2 separate regions of the Sus scrofa genome follow, and region 1 is linked to region 2. A link is a contact called in public Hi-C data. All regions are on one chromosome and are shown on one strand. Each heading gives the region's core, a stretch centred on a gene start, on an enhancer-like site or on the middle of the called end of the contact. The rest is flanking DNA. Distances are from core to core; before and after follow the strand shown.

Region 1 (5,202 bases), core at 521-3,020, 280 kb before region 2:
ATGATACTGCAGTGCCAGGCGTGGGGTTTCTGCAGGGCTGACAGAGGAAACAGCCCACTTGACCCAGCTCAGAAGGAGATGGAGCTGTAAGAACTGCATCATTAAGAAATTGACTCACGGAGTTCCCTTCGTGGCTTAGCGCAAATGAATCTGACTAGTATCCGTGAGGATGTCGGTTTGATCCCTGGCCTCGCTCAGTGGATTAAGGATCCAGTGTTGCTGTGAGCTCTGGTGCAGCTCGCAGATGCAGCTGGGATCCTGCATTGCTGTGGCTGTGGCCGGCAGCTACGCTTCTGATTCAACCCCTAGCCTGGGAACTTCCATTTAAAAAAAAAAAAGAAAGAAACTGACTCACAAATTGCTGTTGCTAGGTAGAGCCTTTGAGAGAAGAGACCTCAGACTGCAGTAGTGACCATAAGAATTTATGTATCTGCTCGCCCTCTTTCTGCCTCACACACCTGAGTTGGCCACAGGGTTCCCTGGTCATAAGGACAGCAAAGGAGTCCCAGAGACACAGGATATTGGCAGTATTCCAGAACAGTCTGGCCCTCTCCTCTTGCTTCTATTCCCAATAAGGTTTACGAAGCTTAATAAGGCTTAGAGGAAGCTTGCAAATAAGTTCTAGGCTCAAAGAGTGGCACTCCTTTTCTCTGGGCCCAAGAAACTCTCCAGGTTGAAAAACCAATGAAATTGGCATGCCTCACTGCCTGCTGACCACAGATAACTGTTCAGTCTCAGCAGGTGGGTGAGTGCAGTTGCAAAGGATTGTGGGAGTAAATAGAGCAGGTATCTAGATACGGTGACCTGTGGGTTCAAAGGCTCTTGTTTTCTTCCCAGTTCCTCCTCTGACTCTCTCCATGACCCTAAACATTGTTGCCTTTTTCTGTGTCTTGGTCTCCCTGTTTATAAGACAGGCTTGTAACGAGGAGAAACCAATACATAATTGGAAAAAGAAAATGCTATGTAAATAATATTAGAGATTCCCCTGCTGTTTGCTTGACAGCAGTTCACTTAGAAAGTTCAAAATCTTTTTGATCTGAGATGAGAGGGACCAGCTGCTGCGAGATGAAGTCTGATTTAATCCAGAGTTAACTTTCCAGAAGATCTTTGTAGATAATGCGTGATGCTTCTTTGTAGTCTCAATGCAGGACCAAGGTGGAGAAGATGATTTGTGGCATTGCTAACAATTGTAAACGATCATTTCTGATCAAACCATTTTCTTCTTTCTGTCTCGTTTATGTTTCCCATGTACATCATGCTGTAAAGATTCAAGGGACCATTCCCTCTGAAGAGGGACTTCTGACCTCCCAAACGCCATTCATGCTATGTATTTAAAGAATAGTGAGACGTGATGGTTCCATATAGCAGAAGCTTTGCAAAATTGGGAATGGAAAGTATTCTCAGCATTTATGACTCCCTACTTCAAGGGACATTAAGATAACGTGACTCAGGGAACCAATATGGAGAAGGGCTGTTTGGGGGGCCGTGGCGGGGTAGGGGTCACACAACGTACTCACTGGACCACATACAACTGTCTCCCGGCCATCCTCCCTCACGTCTCCCCAGCCAGATTGGAGCAGCCTGTGGAAAAAATTCCTGTCTATTTTCAGAAACAGATAAAAGCATTCAGATTATGCAGTGCAAATCTCAGCCTGAAAGCGGCTGGAAAAATCTGTTCCTTGCCACTGTCACTGACCCCCCTGACCCCTTCAAGTAATGACATTCAGGCCTGCTTCCCCTCCCCTCTCCTCGCCCCTACCCGTACAGACTGACCCTTCCACCGCCCATCTGCTTCTTGTCTGCACAGTCAGAGCATTCATGCCTCTGAGAGCTGGAGACAAGGGAATTGAAGTTGATAGAAAAAAAAAAAATTAATCAGCTGGTTCAAGGAGAAGTCAGGGTTAAATCCAGGTTTCTTTTTATCAGGGTTTTGGAGGGAGCCTAGTTCCAGGGCTCCCCGGTCCAGTCCCCGACTCCCTACCCAGGGCTCACAGAGAGGAGCCTCCGTCTCAGACAGGCACGCCAGCCTCATTTGCTAACAAGATCCTCCCTGGGGAGAACAATATTCTATCCTGGGCAAAGCTGCCCGAGACCAGATGTCTCCGTGTCCTGATCTCCCCCAAGCATAAGAGGTTTGGGAACACTGACTAGTTCATCAGACTGGATCTTTGGTGCAGGGATTATTCCGGCTTTAGGGAAAAGCCTGTTCAGAGACGCCTCTACTGTCCAGTGCACTCTTATTGCAATGAATCAGTTATGCTCTGAAGATGCGCAATTGTAAACACAATAAACCAGGCTTATGCTTAGTGAATCAGGGAGCAAATAGCAGGGAGGACCATTCGGTTAACTGTTCATCTGGGCAGCAGTGGGGGTCTCAGGGATCCATGCCGAAATTTTCTTTCTTTCCAGAACGCTTTGGGTTTAGCCCTGCTCACTGAATAATTCATTAAGCACCAAACTCCTCCTATAAGAGTACTTGTTTCGAGTCCTGGTTTTCCCACTTCCACACAAAACAATGGGTTCACAATCCAAATAGAAGCCAAACAAAGCAGCCGCTGAAGGAGCCAGATGGGCTGACTCTTCCTGAGGGAATAGGATGGGTCTCTTGTTTCCTCCCTGGCATCGTCCTCTGGGTGCACCAGAGGGAGGGCAGCGCTGGGGTGAAGAAGCCACCAGTCGAGCAAGGACGTTTTCAAGAGGGAACAAGGGCCCATCCGTCCAGCAGGATGGAGCCATTCATTGCACCCAGGAGGGGCTCTTGGATTGGAGGGACAGAGGGCAGGAGCAGAGCAGCTGCCAAATAGACTCCAGGTGCTCAGACAACCACAGGGGGTAGGGGTGGGGATGTGGACGGAGCAAGGAACCTGGGGGACCCTGCTAAACTCCACCCAGGCTCAAGATCCACATTTTCGTTTGAAGGCTCATATTCTGCAAAGCAAGAACCTAGGATCAAAGGCCATGGTTGTGATGTTTAATAAAAAGCAGTGGCAGAACACTAGAAGGGAAAAATCATAGCTCAAATCATACCATCTGGTACATCTTTGAATGCTTTATACAACTCCAGGCCTTTATTCAGCTGGTCCCTCTGCCTGGAATGTACCACCTTCTCTGCTTGTCAGACTCCTACTGATTTTATTATTATTATTGTTGTTGTTGTTGTTGTCTTTTTAGTTCCACACCCATGGCATATGGAAGTTCCCAGGCTAGGGTTCAAATCGGAGCTACACCTTCCTCCTATGCCACAGTCACAGCAATGCAGGATCTGAGCCATGTCTTCGACCTACACCACAGCTCATGGCAATGCCAGATCCTTAACCCACTGAGCGAGGCCAGGGATGGAACCTGCCACCTCATGGATGCTAGTCAGATTCATTTTCACTGAGCCAGGATGGGAACGCCTCCTACTGATCCTTAAAAACCCAGCTGAAATATCTCCTCTTCTGCAAAGCTTTGCAATATTCCTCAGGCAGGAAAAAAAATCACATCTTCCTTTGTACTCCAGCAGAATCATCTCTCTCCACTGTGATGCTTATTATCTTCTGATTTGTGTTCTCATTAGTGAAGTATGTGTCTGTGTCCTCCAACTGGGTGTGAGCATCTTGAGGACAGAGCCTGGGTTTTATTCAGATTTTTTGCCACCCATTCCCAAATCATGTCCTTACCATCACCGTGGAGTCCCAAACACCAGCTTAAATCCAGAGCAGTGATGTGTAAGGGACTCTCATCATTCTTTCTAATTTTTTTTTTTGACAAAATTTATGTAACATAGGAGTTCCCGTTATGGCTCAGCAGGTTATGAACCTGACTAGTATCCTTGAGGATGCTGGTTAGATCCCTGGCCCTGCCCATTGGGTTAAGGATGTGGGGCTGCTGCAAGCTGTGATGGCTCTGATCCGGCTTTGCTGTGGCTGTGGCTGTGGCTGGCAGCTGCAGCTCTGATTAATCCCCTAGCCTGGGAGCTTCCATATGCTGAAGACGTGGCCCAAAAAAGAAAAAAAAAAAAATACATAGCATAAAAATCACTTCTTTCATCATTTAACCTGTATATTTCAGTGGTTTTTAGTATATTCACAACATTGTGAAACTACCACCACTAATTCCTAACGCTTTATCATCTTCCGAAGAAACTCTGTGGCAATTAAATCGTCACTTCCTATTGTCTGCTGCCCCAGCCCTGGGGTACAACAATAATCAATCTCATCTTCATGGATTTGCCTATTCTGGACATTTCATATAAATGGAATTCTACAGTATGTGGTCTTTTGTATCTGGCTTCTTTCAAAACAATATTTTCCAGGTTCATCCGTGTCACAGCGTGTATCAGGACATTTTGCTTATCAAGTCATCAGTTGGTGAACATTTGGGTTGTTGCTGCTTTTAACCACTATGAATAATGCTGCCTTGAATATTAGTTTACATGTTTTCCTGTAGACATATGTTTCCTATGAGAAGAATTGGTGGATCATATGGCAACTCTATGTTTCAAACTTTGAGGAACAGCTTTTCTAAAGCAACTGAGCCATTTTGCAATCCCACCAGCAATCTATGAGATACAACTGCAATAATTCCTTCACATCCTTGTCAATACTTATAATTTTTAAAATAATTTTCTATCTTTTTACTGTTGTTTCATTTTCATTTTTGTTCTTTTTTTTTTTTTTTTTTTTTCGTCTTTTTGCCTTTTCTTGAGCTGTTCCCCCCCGGCATATGGAGATTCCCAGGCTAGGGGTCTGATCGGAGCTGGAGCCGCCAGCCTATACCATAGCCACAGCCATGCAGGATCCGAGCCACATCTGCGACCCACACCACAGCTCACAGCAACGCCGGATCCTTAGCCCACTGAGCAGACCAGGGATCAAACTCACAACCTCATGGTTCCTAGTTGGATTCGTTAACCACAGTGCCACGATGGGAACTCCCCGTTTTTGTTCTTTATTACAGCCATCTCAGTGGGTGTGAAGTGGTATCTTATTGTGGTTTTGAATTGCATTTTTTCTGATGACTAATGAAGTTGAACACCTCGCCAGGTGCTTACTGGCCATTTGTTTATCTCCTTGGATGAAATGACTGTTCCAGTCCTTCACTGATTTATTTTTTTTTATTTTATTTTTTATAATGATTTTTTTCTATTATAGTTGGTTTACAGTGTTCAACCAATTTTGTACTGTACAACAAAGTGACCTAGTCACATACATACATATA
Region 2 (5,605 bases), core at 91-2,590:
CCCTCCTCTGAGCAGTATTTGCAAATGCATTAGAAGACATGAGACTACAAAGGAAACCAATCACACTGAAATACAGTTATCAAAATATTTTTTAAGACCTCACATCTATGATAGAGTATGGCAAGTGCTTCTTTGTTAACACATTAATGAGATCTAGAGACAGGTCTAACCACCACCCTAATTCCTCAGCCAAGATGAGCTTCCCCAGTAATTGAGGATATCTGCAGCCAGTGCCCTGTGATAGAAAGAGTTTCTGGGATTTCTACTGGGGACAAATCACAGATGCTGCTAAAACATCTGAGGTCCCTTGCCTACATCCGTAATAGAAGGAAGTGTTAAATGTTGGCTGAAGGTTGGTGAAAATAAAGATGTCATATTTTTTCCCATTCAAGTGTTCAGATTCTTTGAACTCTGTCCGTGGGCCCCGCAGCCCCTAACGGAAATCCATCAGGATGGTGCATATCTGCCAACCAAATTCGTATCCCTAATGCCAATGTTGGTATGTTTTTCTGGAGCAGCTGGCACAATGGCCCAGCTCGGCCATGCTGTGCTCATTCCCGGTAACCAGCGAGGGGGCGTGCTTCTCAGCATCTTTTCCCACTAGCTTGTGATCAGCTGCCCCTGGCCCCAAGACTGTCTTTAACTGTCTCTCTACCAAGGAAAGCTGCAAAAGAGGCCTGCAGCTCTGGGTCCATGGGCCTCACCCTCTGCCCCAAGATCAGACACTCACTCCCGTCCCAGCCTTTCCCCATATGCACGCTGCAAGCTCACTCCTCAAGAAGGAGACTCCAGAATCATCCATCAGGTGGCTCACTCTGCCCTGTTGAAAGAACAGAACATCTCTGCTGCAAAAGCATGAGATTAGGCAGACTACAGAGAGCTATTTCGGGACGAATGGTTTCTTTTCCTCCCTCTGATGGCTGGTGTTCAGACTCATTCACAGAATGCCACAGAGGTCAAGGGAGCCGAGGAGAGGGTGGGGTTTTCTCCCCGCGCCAGGGGCGGGGTGGGGAAACCAGGGCTCAGAGCAGGGCTCAGCATGCCTCCCCTCCTTCTCAGGACGGAATAGATAGGTGTTTACAATTTTTCAGAAACCCCATAGCGGTGCCCAGTCACCTTTGGGGCAGCCCCCTGTTTGGTGGGCTCGTAGCTCAGGCAGGAAGATGGCAAATGGCAGAGCTGGGTCTGGATGAGCCCAGACAGAGCCAAGGATGTCAGAGCCAGAAGGGACCCCAGAAGGCATGCAGCCCACCCCCCCTCAGTGCCCAGATGAAGAGCCTAGACCGTATGCCCAGAGCCAACACCAGCAGCCCTGCGCCCCTCTCCACGGGCCTCACCCTCAAGGGCTCAGCGAGCCCTCTGGTCTGTGTAGTAGCTCCTGCCACCAAGGGTCTAAACAAATGGACTGTAGCTCCCCCACCTGCGGGACTCTCCCTGCTTGTCTGCCCCTGCTGTGCTGCACTGACGCATCTTCCCGCCTTGGCGCTGGAGGTGCGCCACCCCTGCCACAGCACCACCCAGAGCTGGTCCAGGGGAAAGGGCTGCTCCTGATGGTGACCTTGCCCCAGGGCTTTATGGGTTGGCGAGTCCTGAGGGGACCAGCCTGTGTTTTCCAAGCTTATATGGTTCATCTTGACCCTTGCCTCAAATTTCTCCAACACGAGACGCCTCCTCCAACCCTCTGCCATGGGTCACCTGCAAATGTCTGCAGATCTGTGCCCTGCCACGTCTCTGAAGACAGGGGCAAACTCCCCATTCTGATGCAGCCCAGCCACTCCCTCTGGGCCTTCTCTCCGGCTTTCTCAGGCTCCTTCAGACTCTGCTGGGCAGAGGGCTGAGCACAGGAGTTCTTCATGCGGTGCAGGAGGGAGGATGGTGTGGGGCCCTTGACTCCCTCTTTCTGTCTCTTTCCCTGTGGGCAGCCCCCAGCCTTGGCTCCAGGGGTCCCATCCTCCCGGCTCTCCTCCCTGGCCTGTGAGATTCTTTTATTTTTTTGTCTTTTGTCTATTTTTCTTTTCTTTTTTTTTTTTTTTAGGGCTGCACCTGCGGCATATGGAGGTTCCCAAGCCAGGGGTCCAATCTGAGCTGTAGCCTCCTGCCTGTGCCACAGCCACAGCAACATGGGATCCGAGCAGCATCTGCAACCTACACCACAGCTCAAGGCAATGCTGGATTCTTAACCCATTGAGTGAGGCCAGGGACCGAACCCGCCACTTCATGGTTCCTAGTCAGATTCGTTTCCACTGCGCCATGACAGGAACTCCGGCCTGTGAGATTCTTTCTCATGAAAGCCTGTAAGCTCCTTCACCCCAAGCAGACATGCCCAGAGCTCTCCCTGCTCTGGAAGGTTGCCCAGGATCTGAGCCTTAAGCTGGAAGAGCAGCAGCTCCCCATCTCCCAAGTCAGGGAGTGGGAAAGGGGTTCAGAGCTGTGGCCTCCCTGGAGGCTGAGGGTGGTGACACAGGCCCTGAAGCGGGCCTTGCATGTGGAGCCGTGAGGGAAGCTGGTGCACGTCCTAAAAGAAAGCCACTCGAAGGCCCTTGTTTGGGCCAGGAGACGCGGGGGCTCACAGAGCAGGTAGCGGAGGCTCTGTGGGGGTGGGCCAGTGGGCCAATAAAACCCAGACCTCCAGACCCTCTGGCTTCGACCTGGGCCTGCTGCTCCCTTCACACAGGAGAGTGGGCAGGCCTAAGAGAAGCTCTCTGTTCCTACGCAGTTTGGGGGGCCTCCTCCCCAGCTCTCTGGTCCCTTTTGTCCCCTTGTGCTGAAGCTGCATGGAGCAAAGAGTGCTCCGAGTGTGGCCGGGGTGGGAAGAGCTACAGAGGTGAAGCTCCGCACACACCTTCCCCACCTAGAACCTTCTCAGCCTGCCCAGTGCCCACCTTCTCTCTCACCATTCCCTTCCGTCCCTTCCTGAGTTCCAGCCAGAACTGCCCAGTGACACCCAAACACGGCAGGCTTCTGCAGGCCTTTGCACGTGGCCTCGCATGGCTTAGCCACCCCCAAGCCCAGTTCAAACACCAGCCACTCGGCACAGCTCCCTCCACGAGGGCCTGACCGTGTCTTGCTCTTTGAACCTCCAGTACCAGCCACAAAGCTGGGCTCAAAGGACGTGTTCAGAAAATCATCTTTATTTTTTTGTCTGTTGTCTTTATAGGGCCGCACCTGTAGCACGTGGAGGTTCCCAGGCTAGTGGTTGAATCGGAGTTACAGCTGCCGGCCTACAGCAACAGGGGATCCAAACCGCATCTGCAACCTACTCCACAGCTCACGGCAACGCCACATCCTTAACCCACTGAGCGAGACCAGGGATCGAACCCGCGTCCTCACGGATACTAGTCGGGTTCATTAACCACTGAGCCACGGCAGAAACACCCCAGAAAAATCTTTACTGAACGACTTAGGCACCAGCTGTGTACCAAGCCCTCTGCACCATCCAGAGCATAAGACAACTTCATAAGCCAGGAGGGGAAGCAAGAGGCCGACCCTGCCTGGAAGGAGAGGTACTCCCTGAACTGGACACACCAACGAGCAAGACTCAAGAAAACAGAAGAAAAACAGAATTTGAGTGTGGTTTATATCACCTCCAGAGGGAGGCATGCCACCAGCTCATTTGTTCCAATGCGGGACCAAAATGTTGGTTTTCTATTTCAATTTATTTTTAGCCTTTTACTTTGTTATGTTTATATTTTTCAAAAGCCTTAATGTACATCATAGGGGTTCCCGCTGTGGCTCAGTAGGTTGAGAACCTGACTAGGATCCATGAAGATGCAAGTTCTATCCCTGGCCTCGCTCAGTGAGTTGGGGATCCGGCGTTGCCGTGAGCTGTGGCAGAGGTCACAGACACGGCTCGGATCTGGTGTGGCTGTGGCTGTGGCTATGGCGTAGGCTGGTGTCTGCAGCTCCGATTTGACCCCTAGCCTGGGAACTTCCAGATGCCATGGGTGTGGTCCTAAAAAGAAAAAAAAAAAAGAAATTAATGTGCACAGTCTATTTGTACAGTCATTTATGCCATTTAATTCCAAAATAAATGTGCATTTATTGGAGGGCATGCCGAAAGCTGTTTTACTGATAAGAGGGTTGGTTTAAACTGTGCTGGGTGAGAGCCTCTGGCAGGAGAATCAGGAGCGCCGCCTGGGGGTCTGCCCTGCCCCCTCATCCCCTGCCTCCCCACAAGGGACACAGTCCCCTCAGTGCTCTCACTTCCTTTCCGCCCATCTGTGCTCCTGAACCAGCTACCTGCTGCTCTAGTCCCTGTCACTCCGAGCCATCACCCCCCAGGCCTGGGCATCCAGCGAGCGAGGCACTCAGGCTGCCCTGTACGCCCTGCTACCCCCAGCAGAGGGTCTCAGCCCTGCCTCTGGGGAGAAGTGCTGGAATGGGTCTCAGCCCAGCCAACCTGGGAAGCAGTTCCAATGCTGGGAAAGCAGATGGAATGATTTTCTGTTCAGTTTTCCCAACAGAAACCACTTGGAATTTTATGTCCCTGAACATATCGTTTCCATGTTCCACGTTTCTGCTCAAATTCTTCTCCCTGCTGCCCAGGAGCCTTTAACTTTGCAAATAGCCCTTCCTTGGCCGCGCTGGGGAGGTTAGAGCCATCCGTCTCTACCTCCAGCGTTTTATTTCAGTAGGGATTCTTGAAGTCCCTGCTGAGAGCCTGGCCTGGGGACAGGTACCTGTGATTCCAGACAAAGTCAGCCAGAGGGGAGGCAAGCAGAGATGCCTCTTACCGGACCTCATTTTAAACTTTGCGCCAGGTACCGGGCTGGGCACTGTGTAATGTCACTGGTCCTCCCAGCAGACCTGTGACATATAGGCTAACATCCTCATTTTACAAATGAGGAAACGGAGGTGTTGGAGGCTGGGGAGTGTCCCCTGTCCCTGCCTGAGCTGCCCGTGTCCTAATTCTCAGAGCCTGGGAGCAGGTTCCCATCCAAGGCAAAGGGCTTTGCAGATGTGATTGAGGATGTGGGGATGCGGAGATTGTCCTGGATTATCCAGAGGGACCCAGTGAAACCACAAGGAGTCTTCTTAGATGGAGGCAGGAGGGCCAGAGTCGGAGACAGAGATGTAGTGATAGGGCAGGGGTCCAAGTGATGCAGGGCTGGAGGCCAAGGATTGCAGGCAGCATCTAGAAGCTGGAAAAGGCAAGGAAATGAATTCTCCCCATGAGCCAAAAGGAGCAAGCCCTTTGGACACCTTGGTTTTAACCCAGGGAGACTGATTTTGGCACCTTTCCTCCAGAACTGTAGGATGATGCATTTGTGTTGTTTAAGGAACTTAGCTGGTGGCCTTTCATTCCGGCAGCAGTAAGAAACTAAGATACAAGGCACTACTTTTCCCAAGGCCACAGGGCTGGGGAGTGGCTGAGGTGGGATTTGAACCCAGGTTTAAATCTGGGTTTGATCTGACTCTATGGGTCCAAGAGATGTTAAGAAAGTTTTTGTCGGGGCTCAGAGCCCATGAGCTGAAGATGTTCTTCCTTGGCCAGGTGAGAGGTGTCCCCAGCCTGCAGCAGAGTTGGAGGGACAGATGCTTGAGGCCCTGGATGGGGGCTCCAGGCTGAGTCAGGAGGTGAGGGGGGTGCTGGCTGCAGTGAAGC

Evidence for each region. Hi-C and Micro-C count contacts between places; a contact is called where the count stands out from the background.
Region 1: a Hi-C map of heart right ventricle shows a contact between it and region 2, with 3 times the contacts expected there. The contact joins two enhancer-like sites. A contact is called at or near these places in 3 of 47 Hi-C or Micro-C datasets (fetal heart ventricle, heart right ventricle and skeletal muscle).

What each region holds. Positions count from the first base shown.
Region 1 is chr3:108,918,864-108,924,065 of Sscrofa11.1, reverse strand. No RefSeq gene overlaps it. Among named protein-coding and RNA genes, the nearest start is that of LCLAT1, 110 kb to the right of the region's middle. Within about 2 kb of position 1,770, at least 29 of the 83 cell types and tissues checked have an H3K27ac peak or open chromatin away from gene starts, as enhancers often do.
Region 2 is chr3:108,639,071-108,644,675 of Sscrofa11.1, reverse strand. No RefSeq gene overlaps it. Among named protein-coding and RNA genes, the nearest start is that of CAPN13, 110 kb to the right of the region's middle. Within about 2 kb of position 1,340, at least 4 of the 83 cell types and tissues checked have an H3K27ac peak or open chromatin away from gene starts, as enhancers often do.